Regions from separate parts of the Capsicum annuum genome. Here region 2 is linked to region 1. A link is a contact called in public Hi-C data. All regions are on one chromosome and are shown on one strand. Each heading gives the region's core, a stretch centred on a gene start, on an enhancer-like site or on the middle of the called end of the contact. The rest is flanking DNA. Distances are from core to core; before and after follow the strand shown. Region 1 holds the start of LOC107853519 (probable F-box protein At2g36090). Region 2 overlaps LOC107853524 (nicotianamine aminotransferase 1).

Region 1 (7,431 bases), core at 1,490-3,989:
AATTTCTAAATCATAGAGCCATCCTAGAGTCCAGTTAGGCGACAAAGGCAAAAAATTATGTGGTCCCACATAATTTCTAATCAAATTCAGAAAGCATGGCATTAGTAAAAGTAATCATCTTACCCTTCAGAGTAGATAAGAAAATTTCCTGTTCTCTCTGGTACGATCTTATGGTAAACGCCTAGGAGCTTAATAGACCTCTAAGGTATCCAAATCTTCTTGTGCTATAAGGATGCAATACACTCACGACCAAATCAGACTCATCTTGCATGAACCAATCGAACACCTCTTGTTTCAAAATCAACATTGGCAATTATATTTGAAAGTTAGATCAAATACAATACCTACACATTCGACTATTGCAGCTTCATTGACCCTGTAACTGGCATCAGACATTCAGACTCCTCTTAGTTCTAAATCAAAAATTGGCAATTCTTTTTTATAAGTCACATTGGCAATTATATTAGAAGGTTATCTCTAACAAAAATTCAATACATTAGTATTCCTTGAGCAATTGTTAATTGATATAAATGATGCTGAACTTAAAGCTATGGCAATCCAATTCCACTCACATTTAATAAGATTTTTTTTTTGACAACCGTGGTGTCCGGGCCAGCTTGCGCGCACCTCGACTAATTCCACGGGATACCTGCCACCTCCCACCAGCACCAGGTACCAGGTATCTCTGTCCACCATCTCTGTCCACCAAGGCTAGAAAAGATGGGAAGAAATTACCTAGTGTTTGTCTCTGTTGGAAATTGAACCTGAGACCAAATGGTGCTCAACCCAACTTCATTGAACCACTAGGCCACACCCTTGGGTGCCATTTAATAAGATAATATTAGAGAAGGAATTTCAATGTTTGGCCTCAAAGTTGATTAGAGTAAAACATTTTCGTGTTTCACGCTATTCTCAAAGGAACTCTGATTGTTTGTTGTCCTCTACTTTAAGATCTCTTTTGCAGCTAGCTACTCCTGAAATCAAGTACCTCTAAACACCTTGAAACTGGGCTGAGAACTGGATATGGTCAAAAGCTGGCATAATTTCAAGGCTTGTGGCTGATTAATAAATATACTAGATCTCTAAATTTTAGTTACTGAAGGAAATCTTGGTTTTCGAGATGATCTTTTTCTTCACCATACCAGCCAGTCATAAGCTAACAAGTGTCGTATCTTGTCTGTTTCATTCTGACTCTAGGTAATGAAGGAAGACCAATAGCAGTCCCACAAGATAAGGACTTTTATAGTAAAATGTCAAGATATTGAATGCTGACTAACCGCTAAACAAAAGCTTTGACGCTGAATATTGATCATGGTCTGTGAAAGGGGAAATTTTGATCCATTTTTGCGAAGGTTCCAATTTCCACGGCCATCCAAGCTCCAACATTATTCTCTCTACTTCCACTTCTAATTTTCTTCCTTTTTTTTTCCTCTTGTTAAGAGCATTATCACACACTCTTCTTGAATAGTTTGTGCAAAACCTGGGGGGCAGAAGGTGACAGATTACGTTCTATCCTAATTTAGAACTAGGACAATGCTCGCAAATTGACTATAGCCAATGCTAACCCAAAACCACCAGAGACTATGAAGTCAAGATATAGTCCAACTGCCAAACTGAGCTACATATAGTCCAATTTGCAAGGAAAAAAGTGAGTTTGCCATCTAAATTCTTCAATAAATTAACAGCTGCCTTGCATCAGAAAACAAAGTAGGAATATAATCAAACCATCAATCTCAAAGGCTTTCTTACAAGTCACAACAAACCCCCAAAACTCGTTGCTAAATTGCGCCTGAATATGAAACCAAGTTTAAATCTAACTACCAAAGCCCCTTCTGTTCCACAAGTCTGAAGGAAAACAGAACTATCAGTACAAAACGTCTTCCTCACCCCACTCCCATCCACGCCTTTATTTTTAATCCCCAAAAATACGGAATTATTAATACCAAAAAATCTCCTGAAAACATGTGAAAGCATCATTTACTCAGGAGTCAGAACAAGGAATAAACAGACACATTAAGTACAATATTGTTTAGTTGCTGAATATGGAAAACATTTAGTGGCAGAAAGGACGTCCTTAGTGCTCAACATCAAAGCAACATTCTAGTGAAAATAAAAAAACTGAACTTTAAACCATTTTCCCAATCAAATAAATGCCTTCACTAATTTCTTGGGTTCTATAACTAACAAAACTAAACAACATAACAAGGGAATTAAAAAATTTCAGCAGCATACACATTTTTCCACCAACAAATCAAAAAAAGGCAGGCAGCCTGCTGCCACTATGTGCGGGTTCAAAGAAGGGCCGGGCCTGAACTCAAATTGTACTAGTTTTACCTTGTGTTTCCACGGCTTGAAACCGTAACCACCTCCTGGTGACATGAAGGCAACTTTACCAACAAATCAATGTCACTAAATTAACCAAAAACCAGAAACCTACAAATAATCCCAAGTAAAAAAGCACAAAATCTTGAAAATAAAAAACAAAAAAATGAAGCGTAAACACACCTGGGAACTGTGGAGCTCACCAAACTACTGCTTCTGCTAGAAAAGGAGATAATCTTGGGCAAATTTCCAAAACTTGTAATTCAAGAAGAACAAAAGAAGAGAAATTGTAATTGAAGAGAAAGGGGTTCAAGAGTCACTTTCTTTAAAGTGTAAGAAGAAGATATTTATAAGGGCCCTTTGTAATTATTGTGGATAATAATCCAACAAAATGAATCTCAAAAAGTTTGTAGAACACAATATGACACAATAATGCAGAAAAACAAGTATTTATGTGGACATTTCAAATGAACAATCAAGAACTCCACTGTTCTGCCACGTATTTTGGTCACAAGAGCAGCTTATTTGGACCCCACCCACGAATTTAACCATGTAAACCATATAATATCAACGGAAAAAGGTTAAAAATAAGTGAACTATAGGTTAAATTTATTTTTGTTATGTCTGACAGGTTTATATATTTTATATAGAATTTAATTATCAGTATTAATTTTTCAACTAAATATTCACTATTTTATTTTTTGTTTATATGAACGATATTTTGAAGTTATTTGACTAATAGGAGAGCATTTTTAGCAAAAAACTAATAGAAGATAAAGTTAATTTATTTTGAATGGTTCAACGATGTTTGCAATCATTTTTGCTAACAAATATTCTAGAGATTAATATTTTGTGTGACTTTATAAAAAAAATCCAATTTTAATAAGAATTTTAGAAACTATTTCACCTTAAACCCTAGTTAACGCCTATATAAAGGGTACTTTAGTTTTTGAAAAAATATCTTGAATATCTCATACTCCTCAAATATTCATAAAGAGATTAAAGTATCAAATTATGCCTTCTCAAAGTTTGTTCAATGTTCCTCGTGATCAATTATATCACAACGAGGCTCAAATTATTCTATATTTAAGCAATACGCTATTATTGTCTTTCGAATTTGGAGATAATAATCAAGAGAGAGGAATCGACGGAGGAATAAAATTGTACCATATTATTTATTAATAAAATTATATTTCTTCATATTTTATTTGTGATTATAGTGTATTTTCATCACTTTAAAATTTGATTGTGAACAAATATATACCTTTGAATAACTTTTAGAATTTTCTTATCAATACGGTGTTTGATATTCGACTAATTTGAACTCATGTTAGGTAAGGCACATTTGAAAATAACAACTCTCCCTATCAAAAAATTTTCATACACAAAATTCAAAATTGAAACATCTAATTAAGAAGGAAAAACTCATCAGCAGCACCATTCTTTAGTGGTATTTGTAGTTCGTAATGGGGGGAGGGGGGGGGAGGGATACTATTAATCTTGACTTACTCAAATCATAGAGTAATAATGTTGTTACTTGTTCGTTTACAAAATTGGAAAGTGATGGCACCCGAAACTAATATATTATTTATATTTATATTATATATATTATATTTACTATTTTATTATATTTATTATTATATATTATATTATTTATTGTATGGAAGAATGAGTTCCAGGACGATCAAGGATAAAGCTATAGATATGCACACTATTGAGGACAAAATAATAATTATGTTTGGCTGATATTTAGCTAATATTTTTCTCTCAAACATTCTAAAAACAACTATCTCTAAACAGAACAATCTTCAATTGCTCTTCAACTTTCAAGAAACATAGGAACGATCTCTTTCACCATCGTTGTCGGCGGCAGCACAACCACAATAAAAAATAATAGTACATTGAAGAGATCAATTTCTAGCAAGATTATGTGAATCTATCGTGCAATCAATGCCATTTGGACTCACAAGGACGATTCAATGGTGCAACCCTTTCATTATTGGCTTAATACATGAAGTAAGTAGTCTAATCTGTTGGTTATGGTGCGTTACTTGGTATTTCTAACGCACTAAACGTAAGTCTAGAAACATTAAAACTCTCTTATCTTTTTCCTTCTTTTAGTTCTCCTTCTCCACACTCTCTATTTCACGCTGAATGAGTATTTTTTCAGCTTTCATAAAAATAAAAAGTGAATTAAGTAACTAGAAATAACAAAAGTTTCTCATGAATATTAGTCAAATTTTATTTTCTTTAGAATTAGCTGATTTTGAACTTTCCTCTTACTCCTCTTTGGGTTTCAACTCTTTCGTCTATGCTATATGTAATAGGTACAACTCCAAGATAAGTTGAAGAAAAGGCGTTCATTAACGTAGATGTGAAGATTAAGAAAATATCACGGATGTGCATTTGTATTCCATATAACCATGCTATCAAAATTTACTGCTTCATGTATAAGTTTCCTCAAGTTCAAGGCTACCAAGTTTAGAATTTTGTGTTTTTTGGTTAATTTATAGTAATAGTAAGTTGCAACGGCCAATTTGACTGAATCTCGAGATGTAGAATAGGATGAATCAAACATGAAATTTTATTTTTGGTAGGCTAGGAGCAAATTTAGTATAAGGAACAATAAGACTTTGTCTGATAAAAAAAATGGCATATAAAGTTTCTATTTAAGATCTCATTTTTCATGAAGATTTTACCATACAATAAATTCTCTACTGATAGCAATCTGACGAATCAATATCGAGGGCCTTTTATTTGTTGTGTTGTGAAACTCATAAAGAGAAAGATCTAGAGCACCTAATATGTAGAGTGAGGTAGCAATAAAGGTATAAAAAATTATTTCGTGATTCTTTTGGTATTATTAGAATCAGAGTTATCATGAGGCATCTGACTTATAGAACGATGGTGTTCTTAATCTCAAACAGAAAGAGTATACATGTCTATTTTCTTTCAATCTGTTCTTGATTTATCTTCATACTTCCTGGTATGCATTAACATTTTAGTATAAACATGCAAAATTGTAATTGTACCATTCATGTATTATAGTAATATTTAGATTATTAATATGAATGTCATTGCACTTGTAATTAAAAAAGTTCATACCATTAGTGGTATTTGCTTTTCAAATTTTCTAAAAACTAAAAAGTTTTAAAGGACAAGTACAATGATCATGTTGTAACTTATATTGAAGTTATATAATTTTGTGTTGGTGCATTTCATTATTAAAATAAAGAGAAAATGGCCCAAAACTCCTCCAACCTTTACCCCAAATATCAACTACACACTTATACTTTGCGGGGGGTTCTATGACCCCCCTTAACTATTTAAAACTGAAATTATAATACCCCTAAAGGCTGACGTAGCAAAGAGAGTGTGTTTCATTCTCTTAAAGAGAGTGAGCAACAGAAAAATATTAAAACTTTATTTTTAATATTTTTTGTATATATTAAATTATTTTATATATATTGATATTAATCAAAACTCCTCACTGTACAACAAACATCATCCGAAAAGAAAAAATAATCCAAATAAAAAAAAGACCAAGATAATTTTGTGATCAACCTTAATCACAACAAATTAAACTGGACAACGAATAAGCCCGTTTTCATTACAATCTGGGCATCTCTGGAAGCCATATTCATCATCTTTAATTTTTTCTTGTTCTTCTTCGTCTTCTTCTTCGTAATAAAATTTACAGCTCCCCGAACATGTCTCACATGGTACAAATTTAATATCTCCACAGGCCTTACAATTACAACCTCTATTTACAACACCATCCTTCAGTCTTTCACAGTTTTCGACAAACTTCTTGAGCTTTTCATCCTCGTTCATTCACCGTATTTCATCAGCTCCACAATGTATTTTTTGCCTAAAAATATTCTAGGCAATCCCCCTCCACTATATTTATTTCCCAGCAATTCTTTCAGCTCCTCTTTGAAACCCAAATGCATCAATACATCTCTTTCATCGATTTTAACACTCAATTCATTTAGAATCACTCGAACATGACAACAATCCTCACAGGTTTTCCTCATACCTCTTAAACTTGTGAAGTAAACAACAATCTTATCTTTACTGACTTGTACTCTATGATTTTCTTCACATCCGATATAAACAACAATCAAATTCACATTTCTTGAATTTCAAGAAATTAAAAAATCATCACCAAATCAGGTCGGTATTCACAAAAAATAAATTAGGTGGGTATTCACAGGAAATTATGAAAAATCAGCACCAAAGATCTTGTACAATCATAAATTCAACATCAATTTTCATAGTTGGAAAAATAAAAAAAAAAAAAGAAAAAAAAAAAGATTGACAAATGGGTATTCTTTGATTTCTGAAATTGAAGAAAATGATGGAAAGAGAAAGTAAAGAAAATTTAATGAGTTCATTTTGGCTTTTGAGATTGAAGAAAAGAAGATGAAGAGAAAGGGGGAAAATAGATTGAGAATGAAGAAAAGAAGATGTAGAGAAAGGAAAAAAAAGAAGAATAAAAAAATGAAGTAAATTTTGGAAGGAAAATGAATTAAATAAAATTAAATATATTTTACACGTGTAAAAACGCGTGTGTTTCACCACCCAACAAAAATGTGGTTGTGGCTATTTAGGGTTGTTATAATTTCAGTTTTAAATAGTTCAGGGGGGTCATAGGACCCCCGCAAAGTATAAGTATGCAGTTGGAATTTGGGGTAAAGGTTGGAGGGGTTTTTAGCCATTTTCTCTTAAAATAAAAATATTAATTACATATGTTAATGGGTATAAATTGTGATAAAAAATGATCATTAGTTCTTATAACTCATATGACCATTAGTTCTTGTAACTCTTATGGTCATTAGTTCTTATAACTCCATGGCCATTAGTTTCATGTAACTCATGTAACATCCAACCTATTCATCTACCTATATTACTACCCCACTACTTCCTATTCATTACATGGAAGATTTCTACACCTATAAATAGTGGTGTTTCTTCCTTTGTGTTTGAAGTAGAGGAAGTACGATAAAAAAAATGATAAGTAAAAGAAAGAGAGTTGAGACATAGAAAATATTATAAATTTTCAACTATATTCACTATACAAAAGAGAGTAATTATATTAGTGAAAGA
Region 2 (7,431 bases), core at 1,241-3,740, 96 kb after region 1:
AGTGTTTAAACGATAGTTACTTAAAATATTTATCATGCAGTTTAACAACCACCAAAGCCTTTGGTCTTAGGAATAGAAGAGGTCGAGGCAGTACCAAGTAAAGCATAATATCAAGTAAAAAATATAAATACTAAACCATAGTGCGATATTATGGTAAACCAAAAGAGAATAACAACATTATGCCTTCTTGTAATTTGTACGGGAAAATAATTTGAATATTATTATTTTTATATGGAGCATGGAGTTTGGTCCCGTGCATAGTACGAGCATAACTATCTAGTTACTACTGTATAGAAAGATGAATTAGGATTATCAAGGGTAATGCGGTAAATTCACACTAGCAAATATCCTATGTCTGTGACTCTAGAATCATCATCTTCCTCATATTCATTCTGCACAAACAACAAATATGCTATTTTACTTTTCTCCATAGATCAACAATGGAGAAACTCTCTAATAAGTACATTAGAAGTACTCTCTCACAAGTAAGGATCTTTGTATAGTTATTTGGTAAGTTTCATTTTTGATGTTTTCTCTTTTCTCCGCCGTCTCTTCAATTGTTCTTTGTAAACACAGGTCGTTGTGGTGGATGTTGCTGTGTGTTTTGGTATTATTAAGGAGTTGAGATATGTTTACGCTTCATCTTAGTCCTAATTTTCTGATTGTTTCTTTTTTAGATTTGGTGGGTACATAATGAATGATTTTGTAATTTCTTTTTGGATATGCACTTGCTGATCTTCTAATGATTTTTCGATGGGATAGTTTCGTCGTAGTTATCATAATATCGCACTATGGTGTAGTATTTATATTTTTTCATGACCCTTCGCCTTCTATGTGTTTGACAAAATTCCTACAAGCTCTTATATGTAGGTTTCCGAACTTCCTTACTGAAAATGTATGTTGTTTGACCTTGAAGGATGTGTTGTTCGTGGACAGTAGTGACCCCTGGAATCCCCACCTTTCGATACTGGGGAAAGTGAAAAAAATGCTTCATGAGATTCATAGAGTTCTGAAAACTGAGGGCATAATTATCTCTATCACGTTTGGCCAGGTAGTAAGAGCAACTTTAGGTTTATTTTTTATTTGTAAATAGTAAGAACAGCATGATGTAACCAAAAACTTATCTCTTTTAATTCATACCTTTTCTCACAGCCTGGTTCTTCCTAATTCTGTTGCTATATGCTTCTAAATTGCATTTTGCTTTTATTGACCATCCACATTTCAGCAGGTGTCATTCTTTAATCATCCTGAGCTTACCTGGTCTGTTGAGTGGAATGCTTTTGGAGAAACATTTCACTATTTTCTCTACATCTTGAAAAAGGTTAATCACAGGTCCAGAAAAGTTGTCTCACTCTACATGATGTTTGCCTATATTCATTTTTCTCCAGACCCATCAAACCTAAAGAAAATATGGATTTAAAATGGTTTCACATCAAGTTAGATACTGAATGCAAGTACTGAAATTTAACTGTTAACTTGAAGGTGTTAGAGCTATAGCTATTTTGTCATCCTTTATCTCACCAATAAAAAAAATTTGATGATTACCTCTTTATGTAATTTTTGTTTGCTAACCGTAACCCTCCCAAGACCCACTTGTGAAATTTGTGGGATTACACTAGGTATGTCATTGTTTACTATCTCTGTAGCAAAAACAATTATAAATTACATGTCTTGTTTGCCTTGAAGTGTCAAGTTACTATGTGTCCTCCCTGTGAAATTCTTCTGCTTTATAACTATTACTTTTTTGAGACTTCGTAGTTCATATGTATGTTTTTGAGTTTACGTACCTTATTAAGAAGAAAAATATATATGTTCTTGTGAAGCTCTGTTTCTCTTTTATGGATGTTTTAAATCCTCATCTTTGGGTTAAACCAAGTGAATAGTTTCTTTTGTGCTTTTCAAATTCTAGCAACAACTATTACAACAATTATGCCTCAATCAACGACTACTATATTTTTCAAGTTATAGATGAAGTTAAAAAAAAATAAGAACTTCTACTGTTGATTTGCAATTGTAGTGTTAATCTGGCCTGGATTTGTTTTAATTATGATCATAATTTGGTAATTCCTTTGTGATTGGGGCTTTGGAGGTAACCTTCCAGCGACATGTCAGATTTCTTGCTACTAAAGTCTGAAAGAATATATTTTCTATTCTGCTGGGTCCAAAACTGAACGAAAATCATTTGTCTGTGTGTTGCTATCTTGAATATCTCCTCATTTGTCTGTGTGTTGCTATCTTGAATATCTCCTCAAAGTTATAGTAACTGTTCTTTTCATTATCTTAATGTATAACCATTTCATCCACAAAAATTTTAGCCATAGGTGTCCAGCTAATGCTATTGTGTAACTTATGTAGCTTAGAGTACTCGTAAGAAAAGAGCTATTCGGTATTTTAGAGCTTTATCCTTTATGGGTACACAACTTCTTAGCAACACAATGAATTGGATAAATAAAGCTTATTTGGATGAGAATCACATATCATCCTAAAATATTCAGTTTATTGCCAATGTATGTATCCTCTACTCTATTCTATTTTGTATGAAATCCGTTCTAAATGGTAATTTCTACACTTCAGAATCAATCCAGTGATGCTAACTGATAGTGTGAATCTCATGTGCTTGAACAAAGGACATGCTTGATAGTGTTGAGCTTTTTTTTTTTTTTTTTCTAAAGATGGTAAAATCTGCTTCATTTTGCTTTAAATTAAACAACAACAAAAAACCCATTATATTCCCACATAGTGAGGTCTGGGGGTAAGATGTACGCAGTCCATACCACTACCTTCGGAGAAGTAGAAAGGCTGTTTTCGATAGACCCCCGGCTCAAGACACAGAATAATACACAAATCCTTAATAAAGCATGGAACAAGATGACAGTACATACCCACGCCACCCACAAGGAATAATAATCAAAGAGCAGTAAACAAACTCGTAATAAAGCATGCAACAAGGTGTCATAACAAGAATAATACCCTACCAAGTAATGCCCTACCCCAGCAACCCAAAAAGGCACTAGCCTTCTATCCTAATCCGTGCCCTCCAGATCTTCCTATCTAGGGTCATGTCCTCTGTGAGTTGTAACTGCTTCATGTACCGCCTGATAACCTTTCTCCAGTATTTCTTCGGCCTACCCCTACCCCGCCTGAAACCATCCAAAGCAAGCTTCTCGCACCTCGAATTGGGGCATTTGTGGCCCTTCTCTTTACATGTTCGAACCATCTCAAACGGGCTTCTCGCATCTTGTTCTCCACCGAAGCCACTCAAACCTTTTCTCGAATAGTCTCATTTCGAACTCTGTCACCCTTAGTAAGCCCACACATCCGCATTTCCGCCACCTTCAATTTTTGAATGTGAGAGTTCTTGACTGGCCAACATTCCGCTACATACAACATGGCCGGACGGACTGCCACCATATAGAATTTGCCTTTAAGCTTAGGCGGTACCTTTCTATCAAACAACACCCCCGAGGCGAGCTTCCACTTCATCCATCTCGCCCCAATCCGGTGGGAGACATCCTTGTCAATCTCTTCATTCCCCTGAATCATGGATCCAAGATACTTGAAACTATCCCTCTTACACACTGCATGGAAATCCAACTTTACTACCACCTCGTCTTCCTGCCTCAAGTCATTAAACTTGCATTCCAAATATTCTGTCTTGCTCCTGCTCAACCTGAACCCTTTAGACTCAAAGGTCTATCTCCACACCTCTAATTTATCATTCACCCCCCCTCGTCAATCAAAACTACATCATCTGCAAAAAGCATGCACCAAGGCATCTCTCCTTGAATACGTCGCGTCAACACATCCATCACCAAAGCAAACAAGAACGGGCTAAGGGTAGATCCTTGGTGCAACCCTGTAACGATAGGGAAATGCTTTGAGGCCTGTAACGACAGGGAAATGCTTTGAGTCTCCTCCCGTCGTCCTCACCTGAGTCTTGGCTCCATCATACATGTCCTTGATTACTCTGATATACGCCATGGGAACCTTGCTCACCTCCAAGCATCTCCAAAGAACCTCCATAGGGACTTTGTCGTACGCCTTCTCTAAGTCAATAAACATCATGTCCCGATCTTTCTTCCTTTCCCTATACTACTCCACCAGTCTCCGCACTAGGTGAATCACCTCCATCGTTGAGCGCCCGGGTATAAATCCAAACTGGTTCTCCGAGATAGACACTATCCTTCTCAATCTCAACTCGACCACTCTCTCCCAAATTTTCATAGTGTGGCTCAATAACTCAATACCCCTATAATTATTGCAGCTTTAAATGTCACCCTTGTTCTTATAAAGAGGGATCATTGTACTTCATCTCCAAGCTTCGGGCATTTTTCCCGACTTAAAAATGTCGTTAAACAAGTCAGTCAACCACCTAAAGCCCGCTTCGTCAGAAAACTTCCAAAAGTCCACAGGAATCTCATTAGGCCACGTCGCCCTACCCCTACGCATCCTGCGAACAACTTCTTTAACCTCTTCTACCTTAAAACGTCTACAATAACTGAAATCACGACAGTCCTCTGAGTGCTCCAGCTCCCCTAACACAATATCTCTATCCCCTTCATCATTTAATAACCTATTAAAGTACGACTACCATCTCTTCTTAATGTGGTCATCCTCCACCAACACTCTACCATCCTCCCCCTTAATACACTTCACCTGGTTGAGGTCACGACCCTTCCTCTCCCTAGCCTTTGCAAGCCTAAACAATCTCTTTTCCTCTCTTTTCTCTTCTAACCCCGCATACAATCTCTCGAACGCTGTCGTCTTAGCCGCCATAACTGCCAACTTAGCTTCTTTCCTAGCTATCTTGTATTCCTCCCTATTAGCCAGCTTCTCATCTTCATCCTTACTCTCACCCAACTTAGCATACGTCTCCTTCTTAGTCTCCACTTTCTTCTTAACTTCTTCATTCCACTACCAATCCCCCCGACAATGACCGGCCCGGCCCCTGGACATACCCAACACCTCATTAGTAGTCTCCTTGATGCACCTAGCCACTGTATCCCACATACCATCCACGTCCCCCTTACACTCCCACCCCACATACCTTTCACCTTCTCCACTATCTCCCGCGCATTCACCGGTGTTAAACTGCCCCACTTAATTCTAGGTCTACCCTCCTCACCCCTTCTCTTCTTGTCTTTCTTAATACATAAGTCCATCACCAAGAGCCTATGCTGGGTCGAAAGATTCTCACTCGAGATGACTTTACAGTCCTTACACAACACCCTATCCCCTTTCCTAAGCATCAAAAAGTCAATTTGGGTCTTGGCCATTGTGCTTCGAAAGGTGATCAGATGATCGTGCTTCTTCGGAAAGGTCGAATTCACCACTACCAACCCAAAGGACCTCGCAAAGTCCAACAGAGCAGCTCCCTCTTCATTTCTCTTCCCAAAACCAAAACCACCATGCACATCGCTAAAGCCTCCCGGTAATGCCCCGATGTGCCTATTGAAATCCCTTGCTACAACAATCTTCTCAGAACTAGGCACTCCTCTCGCCACCTCATCCAAAGCCTCCCAAAACCGCGTCTTCTCATCCCTATCCAAGCGCACTTGAGGCGCGTAAACACTACACACGTTCAGGGTAGACCCCCCAATGACTAACTTAATAGTCATCAACCTATCTCTGATCCTCTTAACCTCCACTACCTGCCCTCTAAGCTCCTCATCTACTAAGATGCCAACTCTATTCCTTCGCCTCACGCTACCAGAGTACCAAAGCTTGTAACCGTCTACATCCCTAGCTTTAGAACCTACCCACTTAGTCTCTTGCACACACGCAATATTGATCTTCCTCTTTTTAAAAATCTTCACCAGCTCAATAGACTTACCCTGAAGAGTACCTATATTCCAAGACCCAACCCGCAGCCTATCCACTCTAGCACCACGTCTTCCTCTACCTCCCCTAACGCCAGACCTAGCCCCCACTTCCACACTCACCCTTTCCTCCTCCCCACCCCTAGCATAGCCCCCTGCCCCAACCCCCTCAAACATGACCCTATCTACCATCAATGTCCACAACCACAGGTCCAGGAAAATTCCCACAATAACAATAATAAAGTAACAGCGGGAGATAAAAGGCACATGTACAGTATATGAAATAATCAAGAAAAGGTCAAAACAGGTATAGACAATACAAACAATATCCACCACTAAGCAAAGAAGCCAGTCACAACTATGCTCACTAGCAGCAAGTAACGAACGTAGAAAAACGAGACAGGGAACAAAATAGTATAAAACAGTCAAACTATATGAAGTGCCAAAATATGGAGTAACGAAATAATCAAAGTTTAGATGTCACCGGTATGCCTGCGTGCTGCTAGTCTGTCAATTTTGATGTTGAAAATTGGTTGCCAGAAGGTCGACTGGAATGGGGCCGCTGGTTACGCTGATGGAGTGTCACCGGAGTTTCGCCGGAGCGTCTTCAGGGACTTGCCGGGATCTAGACGTCGACGGACGTCGAACCAACTCGTCTGATCTACCTGTTTGGCCGCTTATGGATACCTCCCCCATCACCCGAGTCGAGCCGACAGGAAACCTAAACCCACCGGTGATAGTCGCGACGGGAAAAGAAATGGAAAGGGTGGGGAAGATGATAACGAGGAACTGGGGAGAGCGATCTGAGGGGAGAGAGAGAAAGAGAGGGAGAGAGAGGTAGATCTTATCTGCTTCCGACTCATCTACGCCATCACCGGCGTCAGAGTCCGCCTGTCAGTTGAGGTGGAAACGTTAAGTTGAACGTTACAAAGTGTATGTTAGAGAGAGACTTGGAGAAAGTTGTTTTCTTTCTTTAAATTAAAGTTTTCATGAATTCCTGTTTTGTACATAAACGTCTCTGTGTTTGTGTACTTCATATAGTTAGTAAAATAAAGAATATTGTGATTTTCTTTTATCTATTATGGGGCACTTATATGGACTACTTTAACATATTGATGTTGAATAAGTAGTGTAGCTTTTCTACACAAAGGTGTGTAGTGATCATACATAAAAGATTTAGTAGCCGTTTGTCCATGAGTATTTTCTTACTTTTTTCAGAAAATTATTTCATTTTAGTGAAAACAATAATGTTTGGCCATGAAAATTTCAAATATAATTCCAAATTGTATTTGGAAAAGTGAAAATAAGAAAAACTTGTTTCCCTCCTACTTCTCTCACAAAATTTCAAAAATAACTTCAATTTATATTCATGGCTAAACACAACTCCAACTTCAATTCCAACTCTATTTTCAATGCCGAAAAATTAGGATTTTCATGGCCAAATGGGCCCTTAGAATCTTCCTTTAAATTGCCATTTTTTATTATATATTGTTGGAACACTAACGTGCTCTTGTTATGCTTTCATCCAGAACGTTGATAAATATCTATCGTCGTTCTTCTCTTTTATGTTAGAGATATAAGCACTAGCAATTGATATTACGTTGCAACTATA

Evidence for each region. A called contact is a pair of places that touch in the nucleus more often than the background predicts.
Region 2: a Hi-C map of leaf shows a contact between it and region 1, with 1.7 times the contacts expected there. The contact joins the enhancer-like site here to the promoter of LOC107853519 in region 1. A contact is called at or near these places in 2 of 5 Hi-C or Micro-C datasets (leaf and placenta).

What each region holds. Positions count from the first base shown.
Region 1 is chr9:154,176,220-154,183,650 of UCD10Xv1.1, forward strand. LOC107853519 (probable F-box protein At2g36090) reads right to left here and starts at 2,740. Exons shown (of 3, transcript XM_047397049.1): 1 at 2,506-2,740; 2 at 1,278-2,369. The coding sequence starts at 1,386.
Region 2 is chr9:154,272,496-154,279,926 of UCD10Xv1.1, forward strand. LOC107853524 (nicotianamine aminotransferase 1) reads left to right here. Exons shown (of 13, transcript XM_047396316.1): 12 at 917-1,051; 13 at 1,229-1,717. The coding sequence ends at 939. Among protein-coding and RNA genes, the nearest start is that of LOC107853524, 13 kb to the left of the region's middle. Within about 2 kb of position 2,491, at least 1 of the 5 cell types and tissues checked has an H3K27ac peak or open chromatin away from gene starts, as enhancers often do. A contact at or near this core is called in leaf, where this site is marked.